Regions from separate parts of the Cricetulus griseus genome. Here region 1 is linked to region 2. The links are chromatin contacts, called in public Hi-C maps. All regions are on one chromosome and are shown on one strand. The core of a region is the stretch at or near the end of the contact, and the rest is flanking DNA. Distances in the headings are between cores, read along the strand shown.

Region 1 (7,021 bases), core at 2,422-4,921, 260 kb before region 2:
AAAAGTAGGAAGTAACTGTGAGGGCTATGGACTAAGAGCTGAGGGGATCATCCCCTGAGCCTGGGTATGCCACCGTGTCTGTCCTTGTCCTAATTTGGGGCACCTGGACCAGCTGCTCTCAGACCCTTACTGTCCCCAGAAGCTCTGAAATGGCCCTGTGGTGCCTCTTCTGTGGGGGAGTAATTGTATTCTCTTTTAAATGGACCCTGGAGACAGCTAAGGGTTCCTCTTCTGCTAACAGGTTCTTTACACAGTTCAGTGGGCCTGGGTTGCTATAGCAACATAGCCTTCAGAAGTCACAGGGAAAAGTAGTAAAAAAAAAAAATTGTTCAGGGCCTCAAGAGCATAAGGAGAAGGTAGAAGATGGGAGTGGTGGGGGAGGACATGTAAGCCCGCCCTTCAGGAGAAGCAATGAGTGAGTGAGAGCCTCCATTCAGACCAGGAGGTCATGATGTCGTCTAGGCTAACCTTGGAGGAAATATCCCTCCCAGCTCTATCACTAAGGACGAAAGGACACTCAGGATCTAAATTCACCTAGCTGACTCTCCTAGCATGCACGCAATAGTGTGGAGACCATGTCAGCAGCCAAGACAGACAAAAACACAGGTGTGTGTGTGTGTGTGTGTGTGTGTGTGTGTGTGTGTGTGTGTGTGTGTGTGTGTGTGCTGACCCTGGCTGGCCCTGGACAAAGTGGGGTGACACAGTCAGGAATCATGCTCACTGAGGCTGCAGCCTCTGCTTTCTATGTTGACAAATGGGGAGATCTATCCTGTCCTGTGCTTGTTGGGATGAAAATAGGGCATGAGAGTCCTAGAGCTTTTTTTAGCTTAGAAAGTGGAAATTAAATAGGTAAGTGGTATGTCAGTTATTCCCATTAAGAAAGCAAAGGAAGCGGGAAAGGAGGGGAGGATATGGGCAAAGGAGGGGAGGGGAGGGGAGGGAGGAGAAAGGGAAGGAATTAGGGTGGGAGGGAAGGGAAACGGAGGGAGAGGGAGGCAGAGGGAGGGAAGGGGAAAGCCACAGCCTTCCATAGAAGAGCTGTGTAAACAGTAGTTTTTCATCTTTAGGGCAAGGCATGGCCAGAGAGGTTACATATGTAAAATAAACAGCCTACAAAATAATGCATTGAAGAATAAAATAGGAACTCATAAGGCTGCGTGATCAGCAGCCATTGTCTCTAGATTTCAGGAAAGGGACTTGGATTAGAAGTCAATGGAGACACTTAGACTTAATTTCCTATCTGGAACTCATACTGGCGTGTTAGCATTGATCTCTAAAGACTAGTTAAAAATAGCAGGAGTGGATAGCTGCAAGGAGGAAGAAGTCCTTTCGTGTGTCTTTGCTGCACCTTCTGCTTTCTCCTAATAGATTTCAGCTTTCAGTTGTCATGACTTTTACACTGATAAGTAGGCTGCATGGTATGTTCTCTTCTTCTGTGACCTGGCTTTCTGAAGTGACAGAGGTAACTCAGCTTTAATGTCAAGGTATACAGAATGCACATTTGAAAGGATAAGTGCATTTTCTTCATTATTATATGCTTGTGGGTCTCCACATTGGGGGTGTGATAGGAGTACAAAGATGATGTGCCTGGCTCTTCTCTTTTTTGGGGGGGGCTGTCTGTTTTCTTTAAGGAACATGTGCAGTCAGGTGTGTAAATCTTAAGTGAATAGCTTGACCAAGCACAAGCCTCTGTAACCCCCACCAAGTCTAGAAACAGAACAGTCACTGTGCCATTGTAGACAGTTCTTCATGCCTCCTCTCGTAGCTTCAAAGCAGCCATGATTCTGAGGGCTGCCCCAGAGCTTAGTTTTATTTTAGAAGCTAAGTGGAATTGTGCATTGTGTTTTGCCCTTCTGTCTGATGTCCATCATCTGTTGCTGCCTGTGCTGCAGTTTTTCTTTTAGATGGTGCTCACTGTGTTTGTGAATTGAATTGTGTTTTAGAGTATTGGGTGCTAATGGCTTATCTTAACAGTCTCATTGTGTCATGCACCTAGCAGGTGAGTGAAGATCTATCTGTGAAGGACATTTCCAAAAAGACTTGACTAGAGAGATGGCAGGAAATGACTTATTCTGAATGTAAATGACATAATCCCATAGGCTGCTAATGGGTTGGGAAGAGGGGAGGGAATGGGGTTGGAGAAATGGCTCAGGAGTTAGGGACACTTGCTGTTCTTGCAGAGGACGCAGGTTCAATTCCCATCACCCACATGAACCATCTGTAACTCTAGTCTCAAGGTATCTAGCACCCCCTTTTGGCGTATACAGGCACCACATGCAAGTGGAGTGCGCGCGCGCGCGCGCACACACACACACACACACACACACACACACACACACAGGCAAATACTCACATACTAAAAAAAAAATCTTTAAGAATAAAGGAAGAGGCCAGCAGGTGGTAGCACACACCTTTAATCCCACCACTCTGGAGCCAGAGGCAGGCAGATCTCTGAGTTCAAGGCCTGGTCTATGGAGTGAGTTCCAGGACAGCCAGGGTTACACAGAGAAACCCAGTCTTGAAAAACAAACAAAAGAATAAAGGAAGAAGGCCACAAATGCAGGTATGTTCTCTCTGCTCTCTGGCTGTTGTTACACAGGCTTCTCTGCCTTGCCACACGATGAACTGAGACCTAAAACTGTACCAAAAGAAACCTTTTCTTCCTTCACTTAATAGGGTATTTTGTCACTAACAAAGTGAGCCTTGGTGCCTTTGGCATTTGGTTACTCTTATGGATTAGATGTGGTAAATATTGAATGTGTCTTTTGCTATAAACATACTATCATTAGGTAAACAGTTGAATTTGATCACAGTCATCCTAGGTGTGTCTCAGCATCTCATTATGGTTTTGGTTCATCTAAGGGCATCAGTTGCTGTGTGTGGTTGAACTCCCTCTTAGATAAAGTGATGTTAAGAGTTTCTGCTTACTTCTTAGTTGGGTTTCTTCACTGGCCTGTAGGTGTTTTTTACATATTATCTATCTATGCATAGTAGATACATTATAGTTGGCTTTAGTTGAAGAGTTGTTGCTGAGGGTGGATCTATTCATCAGTTTCCCCTGTTGTGGTTGGTTTAGCCTTTCAAGCTGAAACAAACCACTGAGTCTTTTATCTGGAATTCACACCATGTTTAGTAGAAGGTAAAAATTCAATTCTGTTTGTTTCCAAATCGAAATAATGTCTTCCTTCTAGGTGCTGGATAAATGCTATGTTGATGTTTGAGACAGTCTCAGGTCTCAAAGCACGAGGTCCTCCTGCCTCAGCCTCCTGTGTGCTGAGATCACAGGTGTACATCACCACACCCAACTTGATTGTTTATCAAGTATCTATTGATACCTGTCCAGTAGGCTGTTAACAGCTACTGAATCTAATCTGTTTCTTTTTTATTGCCTAGCCTTGGTGATTTCCACGTTCTGATTCACACTGTGTGTGTGTTTAGCGTCAGCTAGTTGTGTGTTATTCCCACACACACCCATTTGTGTGAAACACAGAAGACCCCTCCCCAGCACACACACACACACACAGGCTCTGAGACAGCCACCCCACATACCTTTGTAGCTGTGGCTTATCTATCTTTGCAGTGCAGTGGGCCACAGTCACAACAGACACAACAGCACAGCCTGTTGCTGAGGGCATCGTTCCAACCCACTGAATCAGACACCGGTCAGTTCTCGGCCTCAGCCCTGCTGACCAGATAATCCTTAGTTGGAGGCCTGTACTATGCCCTATAAGATGCTGAACAGCATTTCTGGACTCTGTCCACTAGATGGCAGTAACATCCTCTTTAGATAAAATGATGGCTCCAGAGAGTGCCCGACCCTAATGAGAGTCCCTCATCTAGGGCAACTTCACATTTTGCAGATGGCAAAACTACACATTGCCGGACAATTTTATAACCTGGTTAATTTTTATTCTAACTCAGCCATGTTAGAGAGTTTTTATTTCCTCACATCTTCGTGAACTGTTAACGATGTCTCTCTGTAATCAGACCTTTTGAACAGTGTCTTTTGATAAAACATTATGGCTCTGAGGGTGCTGATTTCGCCAGGGTTGTTGCTAGCACAAGAGATGGGCTGAGAGCCAGCTGTGTTTCAGAGTGCAGAAGCCACCTACTGAGGGACAGAGACATGCCCACTGTCGAGCTAGTTAAGGTTGTGAGGTACAGCAGCTGGGTGGCTGACAGCTTTACATTCTGCAGCTGAGTGATCCAGCCCGCATCTGACCTTCTACCTCTGGCCTCTTCTCTTTCTTTTCCCTGAGTGGACAATTGGAGTAAATTCTGTTGGAAATCCCAGATAAGCAGAAACCAAACAAAAATCACACGCTTGCTGTGTTAAGATAGCCACTGCTTACTTCCTGAAGGATTTTTTTTTTTTTTGGCCAGATTTTTGTATGCCAGCCTTCCTCCTATAAAATTGGTTGTTCTGTTAGTTTTAAAAGTCTGGTGAGCCAAGCTTAGAAGAGTGTGGTGGGAATGGCAATTCGAGAAGAGGGGCTTCACCTACTTTACAGTCTCAGTCCTGTGAATTTATTGCACTACACACTTATGTCTTCCTTAAAAGGAAACATTTGCACACTTAAATGTGTATTATCTAGAGGGCTGGAGAGTCAGATGAGCGGAAGTTAGACAGGTGTCAACTCGAGCTGGTTCCAAATGAAGACTTCGCCCTGCAGGTTGTCAAAAGGAAAGTGCTGGTGTTATTAGCATTTCAGAGGCCGCAGTGTCTTGGCTACAGGTATTTCCCAATCTGATCCAGGAAAATAATTCTATTATTCCCTTGACAACCAAAGGGTGGGGGTGGGGGCCATCAATGTCGTTATTCAGAAGAGGGTAAGAAATCGGCACCCATGCTGCAGCCACCCCAGAGAGGAGAATTAAATGCAGATGTATTTAGCTTGCACTGCAGTGAGCTTCTGCGACCCAGAAGCCTGTCCAGCAGAGACAAATGTAGCATTCCTGGGTGGGCTTTTCTCTGCTAATGGAGGCTCAAATGAGGACTGAAAAGCAGGGCTCATACTTTCCATGCAGAGGGTCGTGGTGGGTGTGGGAAGCCTGATTTCTGGCCTGCTCCACGGGCCCTTCAGGAAGCACTCACACTAACAACATATGTGTCCATATAAGGGAATGTTTAGAGCTTGTGCTTGCTGGCTAGCCCTGGCCCCAAGCCCCCTTCATACCAAAAAACCAGAGTCCAGATGGGGGTAGGGGGAGGCCCTCACCCTCCTTTGCTAAGTCAGTTCTTGCAGCCTATTTGACAAAAACAGATACCTAATACATGAGTGGAATTTGTCTTTTTATTGCCTTAAGACTTAAAGCCAAACATTCCTTAAGAAAACACTCTTTTGAGATTGGTCAGCTGAAAATGGCCATTTTTCACCCAGGAGCAAAGCTTACTAGAGTCAAATGCCATTTTCCACATGAATCTGTCATCCTTAGGATCAGGGGGTCTTTTTTAACATAAGCACAGTGAATCTTTATAATACCCTTTAGCCCAGAGAAGCCAAGCCCCCCCCCCCCGCAAAAGGTTTAGCATGTTGCAAACATCCTAGAGTGTGGCTCTCAATTTTAAATGAAGTGTAATAGGGAAAGAAAAGGTTAAAGCAGAAAGCAGTGCAAAATTATCAGTCAGACCCTTTGAAGGCTTTTGATATGGGTTCCTTACAGTAAGTCCTTTTTGCATCCTGATTCCAAAAGCCTGGTCACTTTCACGTGGTTCTGCCGACAGTGAATGGTACAGTAGGTCTGGGTCCTGTTAGCTCTCTAGTCACTGCTTCCCTCACCATACTGCATTCATGGGTGTCACAGGGGTAATAAACATTAGCGTGACTCTTGATCTGCACAGATGGAACTGAATAGCAGCTCCACTCATTGGCTCCACCCCGAGCAACTTCTGCAGAAGAAGAATGCTCACACTGCAGTCCCCAAGTGAAGCAACAGGGAACCTGCTGCTTCAGAGACAGAGGTCTTACTATACAAGCAGGGCTGGCTTCGAACTCCTCTCATGCCTTTCCAACTCTAATACACAGGTGCTGGCCACTGGTCTGGGTAAGCATTTCTTCTTGTAGAGTGGTTTCTCACTTTAGAAAACTCATCCTGGGGCTGGAGAAATGGGCCCCTGGGTAAGGTACTTGTAGGACAAGTGTGAAGACCTGTGTTCAGATCCCCAGAACCTGAATGCACTTAGTGGGCATCTATGAGCCCCAGAACCTGGATGCAGTAGTGCACATCCATTAATCCCGGGGCTTCTATGGCAAGATGGGAAGCAGAGGCACGGAGATCCCTGGAAGCTCACAAAGCAGCCAAACTGATGTGTGCAGCAGCCAACAAAAGCCAGTGTCTAGAGAGTGAGGACCAACATCTGAGGTTGCCCTCTGACCTCCGCCCATGTACATCACACACATGTGCACAACACCATTGTCCTCTGACCTCCACACATGCATTGTCACCCACACAAATACACATGCACATACACAAAAGACTTTTTTGTTCGTCCTGGCTTGTTAAAAAGCTGTAAAAGTACTTTATGAACAAATGAGCCTGTGTGTGGTTACACATTCTGTGTTGTTGAGAAGTGTTTATGTTGAGCTGCTCTCAATACCCAATCCTGAAGACAGTTATGCAGCAGGATGACCTAGGAGCCTCATGCTTCGACAGCTAAGGCTAAAATGACTCAGTGTCTTCAGTGTTCCTTCAAACGATTCAGAACAGTCAGGGCCACTGTGACAAAACATCCACTGGGACTTTCCATGGGAGGTTCAAGGCTGTCATCATGCAAAGCTGGAAGAGGGGAAAGAAAACCGACCGGGAACCAAAAGCGTTAGAAAACAGAGGTCACAGGTCACAGCACACCAGGAAGAAGCAAAGTTATGAAAGTGAGTTTCTTCCAGCTACCCACGTGCATGCAGGATTTGCTTTGGTAACACATGCTCCAAAGCTGCTGTTTCTCTCTGTGATGGTGCTGAACTCAGCCCTAACTCTGATTCACCACCAGGAAGTGTCAGTTCAAGGTCAAGAAAATTCA
Region 2 (6,684 bases), core at 584-3,083:
GTCAACTCTAACCAACCTTGTGTGTTTATCATGTTGCCTTCACAAGGATCTCCAGTGGCTGTAGTTTTAGCACAACCAATGGCACTACCTTGGTGACTAGTTGAAGGTAGCAAGTGCTCTTGCTTGTGACTGTGTTTTTCTATTTTGGGACTAGGCAAACAATTTGTGAGACAATACCAACAGATTTGGGGGATGTGGCATTTTTTTCACAAATTACATAAATCACAGAGTTAGTATCCATTAGTGATCTATGCTTGAATTATTTCATAGAGCAACCTGATTCTCTGAGTCCACCACTCCATGTTTGAAACTAGTCAACATTCTTGTGTAAAGCACTTCCCCTCATCAACTGGTACTGAATTACAAATCTATATTAAGAGACAAAGCAAATTCCTGTTCCTTTTAATAACCAAGTATCAGGTCGGGCAGTGGTTTGTCACACACCTTTAATTCCAGCACAGGAAGCAGAGGCAGGAGGATCTCTGTGCGTTTGAGGCCACCCTGTTCTACAAAGCCAGTTCCTGGACAGCCAGAGCTGTTAGACAGAGAAACCCTGTCTCAAAATACCAAGCCAAACAAACAAAAAACCAAACCAAAATTAAAAAAAAAAACACCAATTAGCAGTGTAAGAAGTTAGTGGCTAGTATAACAATTACCCAACACTGTCAAACAAAGCTTTCGTTGTTTAGGTATTGTTATGGTGTTGTGGGCTTTCACCTTTTCCATGTATCATAATCAATTACCATAGTTCTTACTGATGTTCAAATCATCTCTAATTTGCCTGCTGGAATCACTCCCCATATAAATTCATTTTTGTCACATCCTCTACTACTCTGAGCAGTTCTTTCCCTTCTGGCACAACATGGATCCCAGTCTCACTTTGTGTTTTCCCTTGACACAACTAACTTGGAGGCAGTCATTTCTTGTAGGAATTTATGAGGAGTGGTGCTGGCAATCAAGAACTGATATCTACTGCTTACAGGGTGCCATTTCATCTATGCCACTGGGCAAAGTTGGGAAATGCATTTTTAAGATTCATGAGTTCAAGACTGGGGAGGTGGCTCCATAAAACTTGCTGGCCACCTAGTCTAGCTGAATCAGTGAGGGACAGTCTCAAAAATTAAGAGGGAGAGGTATTGAGGAAGACACTTGATGTCCACCTCTGACCTCCACGTGCACATAAACACAGACGCACACAAACTCATACACATACAAAATTACTATATACTGATGAGTACAAAGTCTAAATTCACCTGATGGCATATGGCAGGGTAACATGCCTCTGGTATTGGCTGCTGGGGAGCCTGAGGAAAGGTCACTCCATGTGGCTTCCCAGGGACTAAACTTAAGTAATCACACCTTTATAGACTGAGCTGTCTCACTGGCACTTTCTTTGTTTAAATCGCACATCTTTGGAACAACCAGTAATTCAAAAGTGGAAAAAAAAAAAAAACAAGGTCAATGGGATAAAATACAAAATTTGTACAGCAGACTGATTTCTATTTTATGCTCCTTGTTTAAACTTACCAACAAGAATCTGGAAGGCCCTACCCACAGAGCTATAAAGTGATAATTTGGTGTATTTCAGTCTTTGCAAGGAATTTATAAACGCTACAAAGAGACAAAAGAAGTCACAACCACACTTTCAAACTTGGTCACAAAACAGCGTTTGATGGCTTCGTGAGAGTGATTTGTTGAAGGATGGGGGTAGAGACACAGCCCTGGAGGACACAGTCCTGGCAACTTGCTGACTTGAAGACGGAGAGTCGAGAGAGAAACCTCCACTGTAGCTAGAGCGGCTCCGACAGCGACAGGAACTTCCGGGGTGGGGCCCGTCCAGTGCTTCCCCATGAGGAATGTGGCCTTTCAGCGCTGCTGAGATCCGCAGTCGCTTGGCCGCTACTTCCGTTACTTTAAGACGGTGCCTGAGGTTGGGGGTGACCATGGCCAAGAGCAAGTTTGAGTACGTGCGGGATTTTGAGGCTGACGATACCTGCTTGCCGCACTGCTGGGTTGTGGTGAGACTGGACGGCCGGAATTTCCACCGGTGAGCTGGAAGGACGGGAGACCGCGTGCGATGCCTGAACTTCCGGGAGATGCGCGGCTCCCAGTTACTGGGGTAACGCGGCAGCCAATGAACACTCAGCATTGAGCGTCACCGGAAAGGCTTGCTACAGTCAGACTGGGCTGCTAGCTGGTTGAAATATTTGAAAGAAGCTGGATAGTGTAATCTGTGAAGAGTCCGTGCTACTTAAGGAGAAACCAGTTTGAATGAACTTTGTCGGGGGGGAAAGCCATTTCCCGGGCCACTCCTTAAACTCCAGCCAGATGTGCAACCTTTCTGGTATCTTTGAGGGCGGACTGTTGAGAGGCTTCTGTAAGCCGAGCGGTGGGCAGGAGTTGACAGTGTGTCCCTTTCTCATTGTCGGTTTCAGATTACACGGACCTACTGCACTATAGTCAGCTGAAAAAAGAGGGAGACAATGTGAACCGATGGGAACTTAATTTCCATAAAGGCCTACGTTATTATTAGTTATTATCATTTTATAACTGTATAAGTACATAGAGCTATAATAGTGTGTACTGAGCACTTAATAAGCGCCATATATAATTACATTTTCATTTCCTTATCATCAGGACTAATAAGATAATATTCTCTATTTACCCAGTAAGGTGAACTTAATAGGAAAGTGAATTGAAGCCTAGTAGTTATATCTCTTTTTGTCAACTGGTCAAAGCACAAAAGAAAATGCATTTTTTTTCTATATGTCCTTATATGTATGCAATTGTGTGGTCAGTTTTTGAGTGCCACTCTTCAGAGCTGTCCACCTTGTCTTTTTTTGTTTCTCTTTGTAAATTTGGAGCCTGGTCACTATGTAGACCAGGCTGCCCATGAACTCACAGAGATCCACCTGCCTCTTGCTCCTGAGTGCAGGGCTTGAAAATGTGCACCACCACCACCTGGCCACTTTGTCTTTTTTGAGACAGGGATTCTCACGGAACTTCCTTGGAACTCACCAAGTACTGTAGCCTGGTGGTCATCTAAGCCCCAGGAATCCTCTTGTCTCCACCTATCCAGCATTGGGATTACAGGCAGGTGCCACCAAGCCCTCCCCCCTTTTATGTTTCAGGGATAGAACTTGGTCTTCATATTTATAACACAGCTATTTCTCCATCTCTGTGCTGCAGTTCTCAAGGAATTATGTTAAGCTATAGCTAGTAGCATGCTTGTAGCATTGTCCCTTCTTAACTGCTCTGTGTTGTTGGTAATGACAGACTCTCCACCATCTGTGTCCTTCTCTTTCCTCTCTGAAGGTTTGCCGAGAAGCACAGCTTTGCAAAACCTAATGACAGTCGAGCTCTCCAGCTGATGACCAAATGTGCCCAGACAGTAATGGAGGAGCTGGAGGACATTGTCATTGCATATGGACAGAGCGATGAGTACAGCTTTGTGTTCAGGCGGAAAAGCAATTGGTTTAAAAGAAGAGCCAGGTGAGTTTTAAAACCAGCATCCTATTGGGTGTTTTCTCCTGTTCTCTGCTCTTCTGATTATCTTGACAATGGCTGAGATCTTAAAGATTTCAGGCGAATGTTGCATCTACAAAATGCACATTTCCTACTTTGATTTTTTTTCCTTCCATTGAAGACTGAGCACTCTTACTATCTTAGTTAGGGTTACTATTACTGCAATGAAACACTATGACCAAAAGCAATTTGGGCAGGAAAGGGTTTATTTGGCTTATACTTCCACATCACTGTTCATCATTGAAGGAAGTCAGGAGAGGAACTTACACAGAGCAGGACCCTCGAGCACTTTGATCTATTTTTCCAGGTGCCTTCTTTATCTGACTCTTTCCCATCTATATCCCATCAGTCCAGCTTCCAGACTGACCTTCATTTAATGTTTAGACTGTAAACAGAGTAGAAAAATAGAGTATTAGTGATTCATTGCCAGTGTCATTCCTTCCATGCATTAAAGTATTATTTATATTTTTAATTAAGGAGATAAAGTTGATATTTAACTTGGTAGTAGATTGAAACTCTTAGAGGAATCAAATTATAGGATGAATTGGTATGTTTTTAAAATATTGGTTCCCTTTCTTCCAATATTGAAAACAATGCCAAAACAACAACAAAATCATAAACCAAAAACTTATACTACATCCTATGGAGGAAAATTTGGAGTATGATGGATAGTTTTATGTCATTTTGAACCAAGCTAAAGTCATCTGAGAAGGAACCTCAATTAAGGAAATGCCTCCAGAATACCCAACTGTAGGCAAGCCTGTAGGACATTTTCTTAGTCAGTGATTGATGGGGGAGGGCCAAGATCATGTAGGTGGTGCCATCCCTGGGCTTGTCATCCTGGGTTCTATAAGAAAGCAGACTAAGCAAGCCATGGGGAGCAAGCCAGTAAGTAGTACTCCTTCATGGCCTTTGCTTCAGTCCCTGCCTCGAGGGTCCTGCTCTGTGTAAGTTCCTCTCCTGACTTCCTTCAATGATGAACAGTGATGTGGAAGTATAAGCCAAATAAACCCTTTCCTGCCCAAATTGCTTTTGGTCATAGTGTTTCATTGCAGTAATAGTAACCCTAACTAAGATAGTAAGTAACTTAAGTAGATAGAGGCAGGCTACATTTAAAACATACAGCAAAAACTTTCAGTTTTTCTTAGCTGAATATATTTTGTCTTCTGGCTGGTTGGACAGTTTGTGTAATTTCTCTGTTGCATCCACAGGTCCTATCTTGGTGTCGAATTAATATCAAACACTTTCTCTTCCCTTCTTCTACCCAACCTGTCTTTCATTTGCAAGTAAGTTCATGACTCTCGTGGCCTCCCAGTTCGCCTCCAGTTATGTGTTTTATTGGCGGGATTACTTTGCGGACCAGCCTCTTCTGTATCCCCCAGGATTTGATGGAAGAGTTGTGTTGTATCCTAGCAACCAGACCTTGAAGGACTACCTCAGTTGGCGACAGGCAGACTGTAAGTGGCACAGTGTACACAGTTCAAGTCAAACTACCAAATCTGTACATTAAAGCTGTGGGTCTGATACAAGTTTGGCTTATTGGTATGTTGTTTGGAGTCAAATATTTAAAAAAAAAAGTTTTTTTCTTTTCAAAGGAGTCTTGCTGTCTTGCCCAGGCTGACTTTAAATCCTGCCACAACTCTAAAAGGCCTGAGTTATAGTGTGTGTACTCCCACACCCAGCTCTCTCTCGTATACTAAATACTTAACAATATTTGATAAGTTAGGTGATTTTACAGGGAAATTACCTGTAGTTTTTTGTGTGCACATGTGTGTACATGTGTATAAGTGTATGTTTGTATATGGATGTATGTGTGCATGCATGTACTTACGTGTGCTTGCCTCTACAAGTGTTGTAGAGCCAGAGGAAGAAGTGGGATGTCCTGCTCTGTCACTATTTTCTGCTTTACTCCTGGAGTAAGTCTGACAGCTAGCACATCCCAGAGATCCTCCTGTCTCCAACAGGTCTGGGGTTCCAGGTGCACATAGCTATGCCCAGCTTCTTACACAGGTGCTGGGATCCAAATTCAAGTTCTCTGGCTTGCACAGCAAGAACTCTTATCCATTTAGCCATTTCTCCCACCCCATTTGCTTTTTAAGATCAGAAGATAAGGCAGTCTTGTATTTTCACTCTGTTTATGCAAAGCCTGTGTGGTGGCAGCTAACTTTTTACTTTGAAACACACACACAAAGTCATAAGCTGCACAGTACCTATTATTCCCTGCTATTCCCCTGGAGTTACTTACTGCTCTGTGAACTTACAGAGCATGAGTGGTATTTGTGTTGTAATGCCTGTCTTACAGGACTACAATAAAGCTTGTAGTTGCACATTTTTAATTTTGCCAGAAAAATTGGAAACAAATTGAAATAATGAAATAGTGAACACCTAAGTCAACATATTTGCATAAGGCATTACTGAAATGACCAGGGAATAAGTTTTACATACCTAGCCCTTTCCTTGTCTGTTCCCTATGTAGGCAGACTGGGCAAGCCACTAAATGTCTCTGAGATCTGTGTACGTAAAAGTGGAGAGAAACTGGGTTGTGAGTTCCTGGAAGCATAAAAGTCTATACATAAAACAAAGTACATATACTATAATAGGTATTTATATATAACTAAGATTCAGTATATATAAATGTTATTTTGTTTTCCTTGCAGGTCATATCAATAATCTTTATAACACAGTTTTCTGGGCCCTTATCCAGCAATCTGGGCTAACACCAGTCCAAGCCCAGGAGCGATTAAAGGTATAAAGATCCTATAACAGAAACACAGCTGATGACATTTGCTCTGGTCTCTCATAGCATTTCTGGAATGTTCTCTTTGGTTCCTTAGCTTCCTGTATGGCTCCATTTTGAAACGCCAGAAAGATCTCAGTAGCAGAAGCTCTCCTTGCTTACTGTCAGCAGGCATTGCTTATTACTTCTTCCTGGGCTGCTGTGCCAGTGTGCTTACTCTTGATGATAGTGCCAGCGTGCTTACACTTGTCTGTAGCTAAGTCTTGGCTCCCCTCTTTAGACAGTGCATGCACTCTTCTCCTTTGTCCTGCACAGCGTCTTCCCTCATGCCATGTCCTCCTGGGCTCCTGTTGCTTCTTAGGCTTAGAACCCCTGAGTATAGTGAGAGTCAATACTCTGAAAGTCAGATAAGCATACTTCTG

Evidence for each region. A called contact is a pair of places that touch in the nucleus more often than the background predicts.
Region 1: a Hi-C map of fibroblasts shows a contact between it and region 2, with 5 times the contacts expected there. The contact joins the enhancer-like site here to the promoter of Thg1l in region 2. A contact is called at or near these places in 5 of 8 Hi-C or Micro-C datasets (the CHK-Q cell line, the CHL-YN cell line, the CHO-K1 cell line and 1 more).

Annotation. Positions count from the first base shown.
Region 1 is chr7:60,770,856-60,777,876 of CriGri-PICRH-1.0, reverse strand. All of the region lies in intron 24 of Cyfip2 (cytoplasmic FMR1-interacting protein 2), which reads left to right. Among named protein-coding and RNA genes, the nearest start is that of Fndc9, 23 kb to the left of the region's middle. Within about 2 kb of position 3,671, at least 3 of the 6 cell types and tissues checked have open chromatin away from gene starts, as enhancers often do. A contact at or near this core is called in the CHO-K1 cell line and fibroblasts, where this site is marked.
Region 2 is chr7:60,504,932-60,511,615 of CriGri-PICRH-1.0, reverse strand. It overlaps Thg1l (probable tRNA(His) guanylyltransferase), which reads left to right and starts at 1,833. Exons shown (of 5, transcript XM_027425277.2): 1 at 1,833-2,047; 2 at 3,316-3,492; 3 at 4,813-4,982; 4 at 6,183-6,271. The coding sequence starts at 1,857.